Linked DNA regions of Macaca mulatta: region 1 is linked to region 2. The links are chromatin contacts, called in public Hi-C maps. All regions are on one chromosome and are shown on one strand. The core of a region is the stretch at or near the end of the contact, and the rest is flanking DNA. Distances in the headings are between cores, read along the strand shown. Region 1 holds the start of UBAP2L (ubiquitin associated protein 2 like). Region 2 holds the start of UBE2Q1 (ubiquitin conjugating enzyme E2 Q1).

Evidence for each region. Hi-C and Micro-C count contacts between places; a contact is called where the count stands out from the background.
Region 1: a Hi-C map of liver shows a contact between it and region 2, with 4 times the contacts expected there. The contact joins the promoter of UBAP2L here to the promoter of UBE2Q1 in region 2. A contact is called at or near these places in 2 of 14 Hi-C or Micro-C datasets (cortical neurons and liver).

What each region holds. Positions count from the first base shown.
Region 1 is chr1:112,805,973-112,811,280 of T2T-MMU8v2.0, reverse strand. UBAP2L (ubiquitin associated protein 2 like) reads left to right here and starts at 1,888. Exons shown (of 28, transcript XM_077945775.1): 1 at 1,888-2,105. It overlaps C1H1orf43 (chromosome 1 C1orf43 homolog), which reads right to left and starts at 1,828. Exons shown (of 7, transcript XR_013398020.1): 1 at 1,601-1,828; 2 at 1,104-1,205.
Region 2 is chr1:112,443,624-112,448,985 of T2T-MMU8v2.0, reverse strand. It overlaps UBE2Q1 (ubiquitin conjugating enzyme E2 Q1), which reads right to left and starts at 3,042. Exons shown (of 14, transcript XM_077945426.1): 1 at 2,953-3,042; 2 at 2,593-2,825; 3 at 225-329.

The sequences.
Region 1 (5,308 bases), core at 639-3,138, 360 kb before region 2:
ATGTGTAGGTCCTGGCTTTATAGTCGTGAACAAAACTGGTATGGTGCCTGCATTCTTGAAGCTTACGGTCTAGCGGAAGAGAGAGGCATGTTTTAAATAAATAGACAAACATAAAAGAAAAATTATGGTAAATGCTATGAAGAAAAAATCAAAGTAAAATGTGCAAATAAAGAGGGGGGAACCTACTTTAAAATAGGTAATAAGCATTTCTTTTTTGGAAGTAACATTTAAGCTAAGATTAAAAGAATGAATGAGCTAGCCAAATGAAGGCCATTCCAGATCAGAGGAGCAAAAAGAGTGGAAAATTCAGCCAGTAGAGCTGGGTCCCAGTGATCTGGGGAGAGCCACACAAAAGGAGGTTGGTAAGGGAAGCAGGTGTCTTTTACTTAGAAACGAAAGACTAAAGAAGCAGAATGAGGGTGACAGCAGAGTATCAATAACTTTTATTCACATATGCTGGGTTTGAGATGCCTATTAGAAATCTAAGTCAAAATGTCAGGTAGTCAGTTCGCAATATATGCATGGAACTCAGGAAAGAGTTCTGGGATAGAGATAAAATTTCATCTGTAGCTAAAGCCAAGGAAAGGAACACAATCACCTAAGGAGAAAGTACAGACAAAGATAAAAGACCACTGGGTTATTCACTTCCTACATGTCTTCTGGTAAACTGCTTCCTTTTCTTGGGCTTGTTGGTAACACGAATGGTGGAACTACGTGATTTATGGAGCTCCTGTTAAGTCTACAGTTATGTAGAGGTAACCCTCCTCATTGCTCTTGGGTTAACCTTAATGATCTCAACCCCATCCTAATCAAACAAAAAACACTGAGTAGTTTAAGATGAGCTGGGAAATATTTTACTACAAAGAATTGGGAACTCCGACCCAAGCCCTTCATTCTGCAGATACAATAACAGAAGTTCCTGCTTGCCACAGCACTGAGCAGGAGCCAAGTCCCAAAGTGCACAGTGCCTGCTCAACTTAGAACAAGCACAAGTGCACGCAAAGAAACACGAGAATTAAAGTCATCACTAAAGGCAGAGCAAATCTCATTCTTGACCCTAAAAGATCTGAAAAGTATGTTTAAGTCGTGCCCTAAGGACCTACCTTGGGGGCATTGTGTCCCACAGGGACATGAGGTCCCCTTCGAGATTTCATTGCAAAGCGCATGATTTGCCTCTTCACAAAAATAAATAGCAGTACAAACACCTGTCCAAAAAGATGTAAGAATCCTTTAATAAAAAGACAGTTGGGTATTTTTTTTAAGCATGCCTTCATTCCAAATCGCCAGATTCTGGCTCTCGGGAATGTTTCAGGGTAAAACTTGGGGTAAAGCAAGACCGTTATGATAGGGGTGGATCTAAGAAGCCAGTAGCAGGGAGGCGTGGGGTCTGTGCTCTAGCGTTAGAGGGAGAGTTCTAGGCCAAAGAGGGCGGGTCGGCTGGAGCAGGTGACTTAAACTCCCACCTACTCCTGGAATAAGGAATCAAAGCCCAGATAGGCGCAGGTGAGTGGGTGGAGAATGCAGACGGGGAACAGCTCAAGAAGAGGGTCTCTACTGGTTAAGATGCGACAGCAGGAATGGGGTGGGGGAATCTCCTCACCAGGCTCCCGTAGGCCATCACCAGCACGACATTCACCCCGGATAGCCAGTTACTGCCGGACGCCATGGCCTCCCTACCTCGCGCAGAATTGTTCGGGTTTACCCCGCTGTCCTGGCTGGTCAGCCCAGGCTCCGCCGCAGCGACGGCGCCTGGGTCCCCTGGAGCTCCCCGGCCATTTCCTTATGGGGGAAGACCAAGCCAGACCCGGCCTGAAAACATGGCGGACAGGCAGGGGGGCTGGGAAAGGAGAACGATGCCTTCCAGCTTCCCCCTGACACGTGACTCAGGCAGGCAATGGCACCCAGGAGCGTCGAGCGCTGAGACGCGGAACTACGACAGTAAGAGGAAGCCGCGGCCATCCCTGGGTCACGTGGTGGAGGCAGGGCCGCCGTGAAGGAGGCGGAGCGGACTCGCGGAGCCGGAAAGAGGTGTCTCGTGGCGAGGTGGCACGCGCACGCTTGCGTGCGCGCCCCTTTTAGCGTCACGCGCTGGGGGACGCAGGAAGGCAAGTGGGCGGGGAAAGGCGCGAGAGCGAGCGCGAGAGGGAAAAGGAGGGAGGGGGTGGGGAAGAGGGAATCTTATATCACGTGACAGGGGCGGCGCGGCCCGGGGTGTCAGTGTGGAGGAGACTGAGGTAAAGTTGGGAGCGCAGCGGCGTTGGCGGCGTCGGCGGCGGCAGCGGCAGCGCGGCGGGGCCGGGTATTGTCCGCGGCCCCTTTAAATCCGCGATCCCCCTTTTACCCTCCCTCTTTTCTCCCCTGCCCCCGCCGTATGCCCCCTCCCTCGGTAGGCCCCCCCGCACCGTGTGTTCCCCCACTGTACACCCCCCCTCGTAGTCATGCGAGCCCTGGCGCCCCCCCCCCGCGAGTCGGCCGCCGGAGGTTTTGTTTATGGTTGGGTTCGGGGCCTAGTGGGCCGCGCCAGAGCCGGGGCCTCGATTTGGGAGCGTGGCCGGGGCGGGGCTTGGAGCAGCCGTAGGAAGGGGGGGCCATGCGGCTAGAGCCTGAGAGGGGAGAGCGAGAAAGAGCGCGAGCGAGCGAGGCCTGGGCCTTGCCTGAGGTAGGGCCCTCTCTTCACCCCGGCCGGTGCCTGCGGAGGAGAGGGCCTCCTCCCTTTCCACCCACTGCGGGCCTCCCCTGATCCGGATCCGGCCTGGTTTGGGGGTGGCGTGGGGGAGGGAGGGCGATGGGGTGGAGCTGCCCCAAACTCCCCCATGTGGCCCTCAGTTTGGTGTGCGAAGGATTAATTTGTTCCGGCTGGGAGGTAGGAAGGAGATTGGCCCCGTGGGCTCTCGATGTGGCGCTGAGGGGGGTGAGCCTCCCATCCTCCACGCGTGGGCTTGCGTCCCCTCTCCGTTTCCAGGCTCTTTGTCAGCTCCTTTTCCCTCCCTTCTTTCTCACCAACCCAGTTCTTGGAATATGTTTTTGCTGCTGTCTTTAGCTTCCTGTTTATACTGTAGTTTGGGTACCCCAAACAATTATGTTATTTGGGAAGCTAGACATGGAAGCCCCCATAGGGTGTATTACGCTTAAGGGACGTCACTAGAGCACTGGGGTATTTGTTCACTTTTCTCATAATGGGACAGGAATGCCCAATTTCTTCAAACCCTTAACCTTGTGGACAGCCCTTAAATTGCTTTGCAAACTGATGTCACAAACTGGAGACTGCTCCTTTTCCACCCTTCTTGAAATGTAGCCACCTCTGGTGTAGGATGTTGTGGGAAGAAAAACATCACAGTAACAGGCGTTTTTGTTATTATTGTTAACGTTTTTGCCTTTGACTCTCCCTGATTATTACATGGAGAAACCTTTTTTTTTTGTCTTCTCTCCCATCCTACCTACCTCCGCCCCACATCCTGTTTTGGGGATACCTGATGTGACTTGCTGGGAGGTGATGAGCATTACTAGTAACCAGCATTTCTAGAGAATTAAAACATTTTGGCTGTGTATCAGTTGATAAAACTGCTTTGAAATCTGTCTCCATTGTACTTAAATATTACACTGTCCCAATGATTATAGAGAATTAAAACATTTTGGCTGTGTATCAGTTGATAAAACTGCTTTGAGATCTGACACCATTGTCCTTAAAGATTAGACTATCTCAATGATTGTTTCCTTTGTGAATGGGAAGTATTGCTGGCACGTAAACTAGTGATGAAAGGCCTAAAAATGTCCTGTTTTGTTTTTTGATCTTTAAAGCTCCTCCTTGCTATGTCCTTACTGGGAAGTACTCTTGCTAACTAGATTTCAGGGTGGTGGGGAAGGGGATGCAGGGACCATTTCAGCAAAGCATCTACAGAAATTAGTTGTTCTGTTAGAGGTAGCAAGTTTTACCCAACCCAGTCCAGCTTCAGTTTCTGAATTGTTTCTTAAATTAGATTGTAAGCTCCCTGAGGGCAGCTACCAAGTCATACTGCTTTTGTATTTTCCTGAAGTATTGGACACATAGTAGATTCTCAATAAATATTTGTTATTTAGTTTTTTCAGTGAAATTTCTCTGGCTATTTTTTTAAGTAGCTGGTTTTCAGAAAAGAGTCAAGGGCACTCCTGTGTTGAAACCTGTGTTTACTCTCGCACTATTTCCTTGGTCTCCAATACTTCTCACCCTACTTCCTTTAAATCTTTTTATATTCTAAGAAAGAGCAAGTAAGTAACAAGATCTTTGCCTCCAGTGTGATAGCTGGGAATGGGTCTGCTTGCTACTAATTCTGTGCCCTCAAGTGATCCATTCCAGATAACTTACTTTTGACCTGTTGCTCAGCGTTGTCACTACTAGGTGGTAAAATTTTCTTAGTCACATTTCGAAGCACTTGTAAGAGGGAAATGTTACTAGCAAGAGTGATTAGGAGGGTTTTTTTCTTTCTTGGTTAATTATATCTTTCAAGATGACTTTTTAATATGTTTACATCTGACTGGTACAGTATATGCAATCGTATATAGCTAGTCATGCAGTTTATGCCTGCAATATAACTTATTCTCACAAATTGATATCACATGTGGAGTAGAAAACAGTCATTATTTGTAAGTTACAGTAGTGGGTTGGAAATGACTATGCCATATTAGAAAGTTCATCTTAGAGCCGATTTTAAAACAAAATAGTTTTCCTCTCATCTTGATATATATACGTATATATGTGTATATGTAGTCTTGTTGATTTGGATTCGGGGTACTTGGTTAAACAACTTTTTTTTTTGTAAAGTTGAAACTTGGCTATAATGCTAACCTGGGAAAATGGGCTACTGTGTAGCAAATAATCCTTTCTAGCTTGAAATATTTATGGGTCTTTGTGTGCCTATATGTGTAGGGAGAAGAGGTAATGGCTTAAAAATTACCTGAAGCTGCCTTAAAAAAATCTTTCTTGATGCAAAGACCTGTGTAACCTATTGACGCAACTTGGTGAAGAATTTATGCATAGAAAAAGTCAACTTTCTCTGTGACATCCAAGAAAATCAGATGAAATTCACTTCCCTAATAGTTAATCCTTGCATATTTCTTTAGAAGTCCTTCCTCCCACTCGAATCCAGTAATATCTCTGGGCAGTCTAGAATTATGCTGTATAAGGTTTCATTAACAAGAAAAATTAAATATAGAGCAGAAAAGTATAAACTTATCCTCTTTGGAAGGGAATAAAGGCAGAGTAACCTATTATTTTGAGCACTCCATCATATGATTAATGTTTTCTTTTGTACTAAATGCAGCAGCTGAGATT
Region 2 (5,362 bases), core at 1,793-4,292:
TAAGCCTTATGGGCCATGTGGCGGTGGGAATGAGTCTCCTGATGGACCAGTCCCGGGGCCGGTGCAGGGTCTCCCTCTGGATTCGGTAAGCAACTCCCCTTGAGAGATCGTACCCTAAATGTTGAGCTGTGTACTGTCCACTTTTCAGGATCCCTTTCACAGGATGCTTTTGTGGCATGGGCCTCATAGGAACAAAATGCACCCCTACCCTGTGGCCCCCTCACCAGAGTATTCCCTTTCTTTATGTCCACCAGCCTCTCCAAGACAGCAGCCAAGTTAGGGTCATCAGACTCCACCGACCAGATGGGGGGCACAGCAGGATATGACTCCTGAAGGGAAAAGAGCAACAAGAGCAATCAAAATGGGTGACTCTGGGAAAAGCCAAATTTTGCCTGTCCTCTTCCCCCCAAGACTTCTAGCCCCTTTTCTTCCCACCCCCACCCCCTACACACACATAAAAGCCCAACTCAGGTCAGCATCTAACCAAGGAGCTTCACAACAAATTCTAAACTGGACGAAAAACAGTCCCTGGGATGACCCTTTCCAAGCAGCAGACTGGAACCTTTTCATTCTTTCCTCGAGAGTACAAACCAGGAAACCTAGCACAGCCAAACCTGGCTAACAGCGAAGGGGGAGTCCTCATCTCCTGCACTGCCTATACAAGTTCTAGACTTCAGGTTCTCCCTGGACCCAGAACAGAGTCCTCCAAGCTTGCTTTTCAAACTCCAGAATGGGCTGAGGAAGGGATCACCTCATCACAATGACACTGAAGTGAAAAAAGCAGAGTTCTGTAGGAAAGTATAAAAACTAGACTGTATCTCCAGAACCCAAGAGTAAAAGGGTACTGGCAAGAATCTACCCACACCGCTCCCAGAAGAGCCCCTCAAAGACCAATTCTCCCCACCTCTCCCTTGGGAACCTGCCACCTTCTCAGTCCAGGCGTGGGCTGTAGGGCTCCACATGGCAGGCTGGGAGAAAGCCTACGCTTCTGACATTCCCAGCATTCCTGAGCCACGGTGCCAAATGCAGCCTGACCAGACTCCCCCTCTGCCCAAACCAAGGGGGCTAGTTTAGGCCAAGTATCCTTTATAGCCATGGGGAGTCTGGCTGAGGACCCCCTAAATTTAACTTCCTGCCAGGGACAAAAGCAGTAAATGGCCTCTGGCAACAGAAAGAGCAGCTGGATGGGGGCAAACCTACCCTTAAGGAATTAGAAGCTTAATTCAGGAACAAAATTAACTCTTGAAGTTCCCACACAAGCCAGGGAAACCTTATCCACCTCCACTGGGTATCTTAGCATTGTCATGACTCTAATCCTCAATGCTGAAGGAAAAATAATTATCAAAGATGCCCAAGTCTTCACTTGACTAAGCCACTCCTAGTCCTTCAATTTTAAGTTTCTAGCAGGAAAAGAGAAAGGAAATGAAAGAGAAATGGGACATACGAGTTTTGGTGGGTCACCAATCAATCCAAACTGAGGCTTTACCTCACCAAACCTTAACCTGGTCTGATTGAGAAAACGGACAGAAAACACCATGTAAGTTGAATTCAGTCCCCCAAGTAGCAGAGAATTCACAACTCTGCCTTTCCCCAGGCTACTCCGATTAGGTCTGCCTGCTTGGATAAAGTACTGTCTGCTAGCATTTCAGCTACTGCTCCGGTAGAGAGAATACCATCACAGCAGGTAACACCAACCAATGTAAGTGCTATACCATGCAGTACCAGACATTCCTAAATTAGCAGAAGCCAATTCTCTATTCAAGGGATGTCTGAGGATAGATCAGGCAGGAGACATGTAAGGTGTATGCCTAGGATGGAATGACGCTCACAGGGGAGAAATGGAACTGTTACTGCCTATAATAAATGGGGGTAGCGCTGGCACATCACATCACTATCATTACCAGGAAAAGCAACAACCCAGGGCAAATGGACATATCCACAGGGAACAGGGAGGGGAGTGGCAGAACTGCTACCAGCTGAGGCAAAAAGAGGAGAGTTAGAGGTTACACCAGAAAGAGAGAATTAAAAGGAGAGAAGGAAGAGGAGTCAACGAATTGCAAACTATCACTTGGTGAAGTTGAGAGAGCAAGAGGGGCTGCCTGAGGGATACCTAGGCGGGGATCCCACAGGTGGCAACCTCCTAAGTCAGAGGTACTACTGAGAAGGGGGCATCACTGAAATGTGCAGAGGGTTTCAGGCCAGGTCTTTGCAGCTAGGATCAGTGCCGAGGCCTAATATCTTGAAATAAGAGTAAGGGGAAGAAAGGTGCATTCCTAGGTAGCAAGATAAAGTTGTGGAGGAGTAGCCAAAAAGAGCCAAAATCGTGAACCTTGGGATGGTGGGTGGGTTCGTGGAAACGGGTAGTCTAAGCGCCATATGTCGGGGTGTCCCTCACTATCGGGGTCAATGGTAGAGATTCTGGATGCACCGCATAACCTCTAGCAGCAGAAACAAATGTAACCTGGAGAGAAAGAGCTGAGCCCTAAGAGGGGCTTCGGCCTCCCAGGTCCTTCAAGAGCAAAAAGCTGGATGGAGTGATCCTGGGTCCCTGACAAGGGGCCCCCACAGAGAAGCACGAGAGGGGGTCCTCACCGTGATGTTGCAGTGGATGCGGACAGGATCCCCAGGCACCGACCCCCGTGGGGGGAGATGCGGTCCAGGCGCGGCCCCCGCCCCGGCCCCTCCGGCCCCAGCCAGCAGGAACTCGCAGCTCAGCTCGTCCAGGCAGGCGCTGGCAATGCGGAAGCGCTCGTGGCCGCGGTGGAAGATGGACTCGAGCAGCTTCAGCTCTCGCCTCAGGCAGGGCCCCGGCCCCGGGCCCCCCCCTGGGCCGCCCCCGGCCCCCGGCGCCGCCCCCTGGCCCCCCAGCTGCTGCCCCGGCCCCGGCTGCTGCTGCCCCTGCGGCTGCGGCTGCTGCATCCTCCGCTCCGCTCCGCTCCGGGGCCGGCGGGCCGGGAGCCTCCGGCCTCCGCTCCGGGCTCCGCCGCCGCCGCCGCCGCGGTCCGCACTTCCTGATCCCCCCTTCGCCAAGATGGCGCCGCCGCCACCTCCGGGACAGGCCCCCCCCTCCGCTCGCTGGCCCCCCCCCCAGCCGCCGGAAGCCGCGCGCCCCTCCTCCTCCTCCTCCTCCTGGGCGGCCCCGCCTCCGTCCCCCTCACGTGACTTCCCTGCTCTGGCCTCCTCCACGTGATCTCTCCGTCTTTCCCGCCCCCCTGTTCTCGCCTGCCACCCTCCACATGTGACCCGGGGTCTGGGGCTTGCCTCTGTGAGCGCCTCTGTGCGTGTTTGCGTACGTCGTGCGTGCTTGCGCGCGACGCCCCTTCTCCTGCGCTCCCCTCTCACGTGACCCGGCGCCGCGTGCTCCCAGGGGCTACCCGCGCAGGACGCTGTTTCCTGCCTCGGGCCCCGCTTCCCCCGCCCCCGAGCCGTGACGAGCGTGCCCGGCGCTCCATGGACAGAGAAGAAAGAAGTGCGGTCTTCGCCGTGCAGTCTTTATCCTGCGCCCCCATGCTGGTCTTCGGCGCAGGATACCGGAGCCTCTGGTCCCCGTGGGGGTGGGCATGCGGCGTCTTCAAACTGAGGGGTGTGTGGTCGGGGTAGAAGCCGGGGACCGGAATGCAAGTGGCGGGGATTCTTGTCCCAGCCCTTTCTCTGATGGCGTTTTGTGACCTTGGGTTAACCACTTTCCCGCCAAGTCTCAGTTTCCTCATCTGTACAGTGGCTCTCATGAGGATGATGCCTGTTTTTCCTATTCCCAGGGAGGGATTCGATGCGAGGACACCATAAAATGAGGAATGATAATAGATCACTGCTCGGTTATGTACAAGTGTTAGTATCTGGCCTTTCGCGCTTTTCAGACCCCATGGGTCTGGACGAGGTTGGGGGAAGGACAGCATGGGCTTCCTCTACGGAGTCATGGAAGGGTGCTGACTCGGGTGGACCCCATTACCCTTCCTAGGCCTAAATGGCTAACACCTTGTCGCAGTGGTCCTGGCAGTTGCCGGGAGTAGGTAGTGCCTCCGGACCCTCGCTAGGTGGCACCATCACAAAGGACAAAGCTGGCTGAAGCTACAGAAATCCCGAGCTGGCGTTCGTTTGCCAAGGGCAGGTGGTGTTAGCCTGTGGTAAGGCCTGGTCATTTCTGCTGGGCCAACTCAGCCCTTACACCAGCCGGATTGCCCGCTTTCTCTCCCACTTGGACTAAAATAAGCTAGCCTTTCCTGAAAGACTATTCAGTTGCCTCTGCAGAGGCCTCCTTTGGTCAAGTTGGGGTACGGATATTTGAAGATGATTACGGTTACAGTCTGCTCCTGGTCTTCCTGGGGCCATTTGTCTGGTTTGGGTAGCCTGAACAGTTCGTTACATGTTGACTTTGTGTCTGTGTGTGCAAGCTGAAAGCTTAAAAGCCTGTGGTAGGAATTCCTGTTTATTATTTCCTGAGCGAAGGTGTTTATATATATATTTTTTTTTAAGACAGGGTCTTGCTACCTCGCCCAGGCTGGAGTGCAGGGGCACAATCTCAGCTCACTGCAGGCTCGACCTCAAGGAGGCCTCAAGCTATCCTCCCACCTCAGCCTCCCAAGTAGCTGGGGTTACAGGTGCGTGCTACCACAGCTGGCTAATTTTTTTATTTTTTTGTAGAAAGGGGTCTTGGTATGTTGTCCAGGCTGGTCTCAAACTCCTGGGCTCAAGTGATCTGCCCATCTCAGCCTCCCAAAGTGCTGGGATTACAGAGGTGAGCCACTGTGCCCAGGTACAAATATTTTTAAATCTCCCAACAACATTGCAAGGTAAGTATTTTTACCCCTATTTACAACTGGGGGAACGGAGTGACTCTGTAAGGAGATACAGCCTGTAAACAAGAGTTTCTAGGCCTGTCTCCAAAGTCCATGCCCTTGTACCCCACTCTGCCTTTTTTAGTGCTTTGAACCCCAGCTCTGCCAACTACTAATGATGTGACTGTGGGGAAATTACTTAGCTTGTTTGTGCCTCAGTTTTCACACCTGTAAAATGGAGATCATAATAGTACCGACTTGTTAGGAGGATTATGTAAGAACACACGTAAAGTGCATAAAATAGTGCCAGTGGTAAGAACTCAAACATTTTTTTAAAAATCGGGGCTCAGCATGGCTTGTGTCTAGTGAACGGAGAGAAGGGTAGGAGATAAGTCCAGTGAAGAAAGCAGGGGCTAGATTATGGAGACCACAGTACATTGGGTTTTATTCAAAGCACAATGGGAAACCCCTGGAGGATTTTAAGCAGAAAGTGGCATGAGCTGATTTAAAAATTTAAAAGATGGCCTCTTGTGGTGGCTCACGCTTGTAATCCCAGCGCTTTGGGAGGCCAAGGTGGGTGGATAACG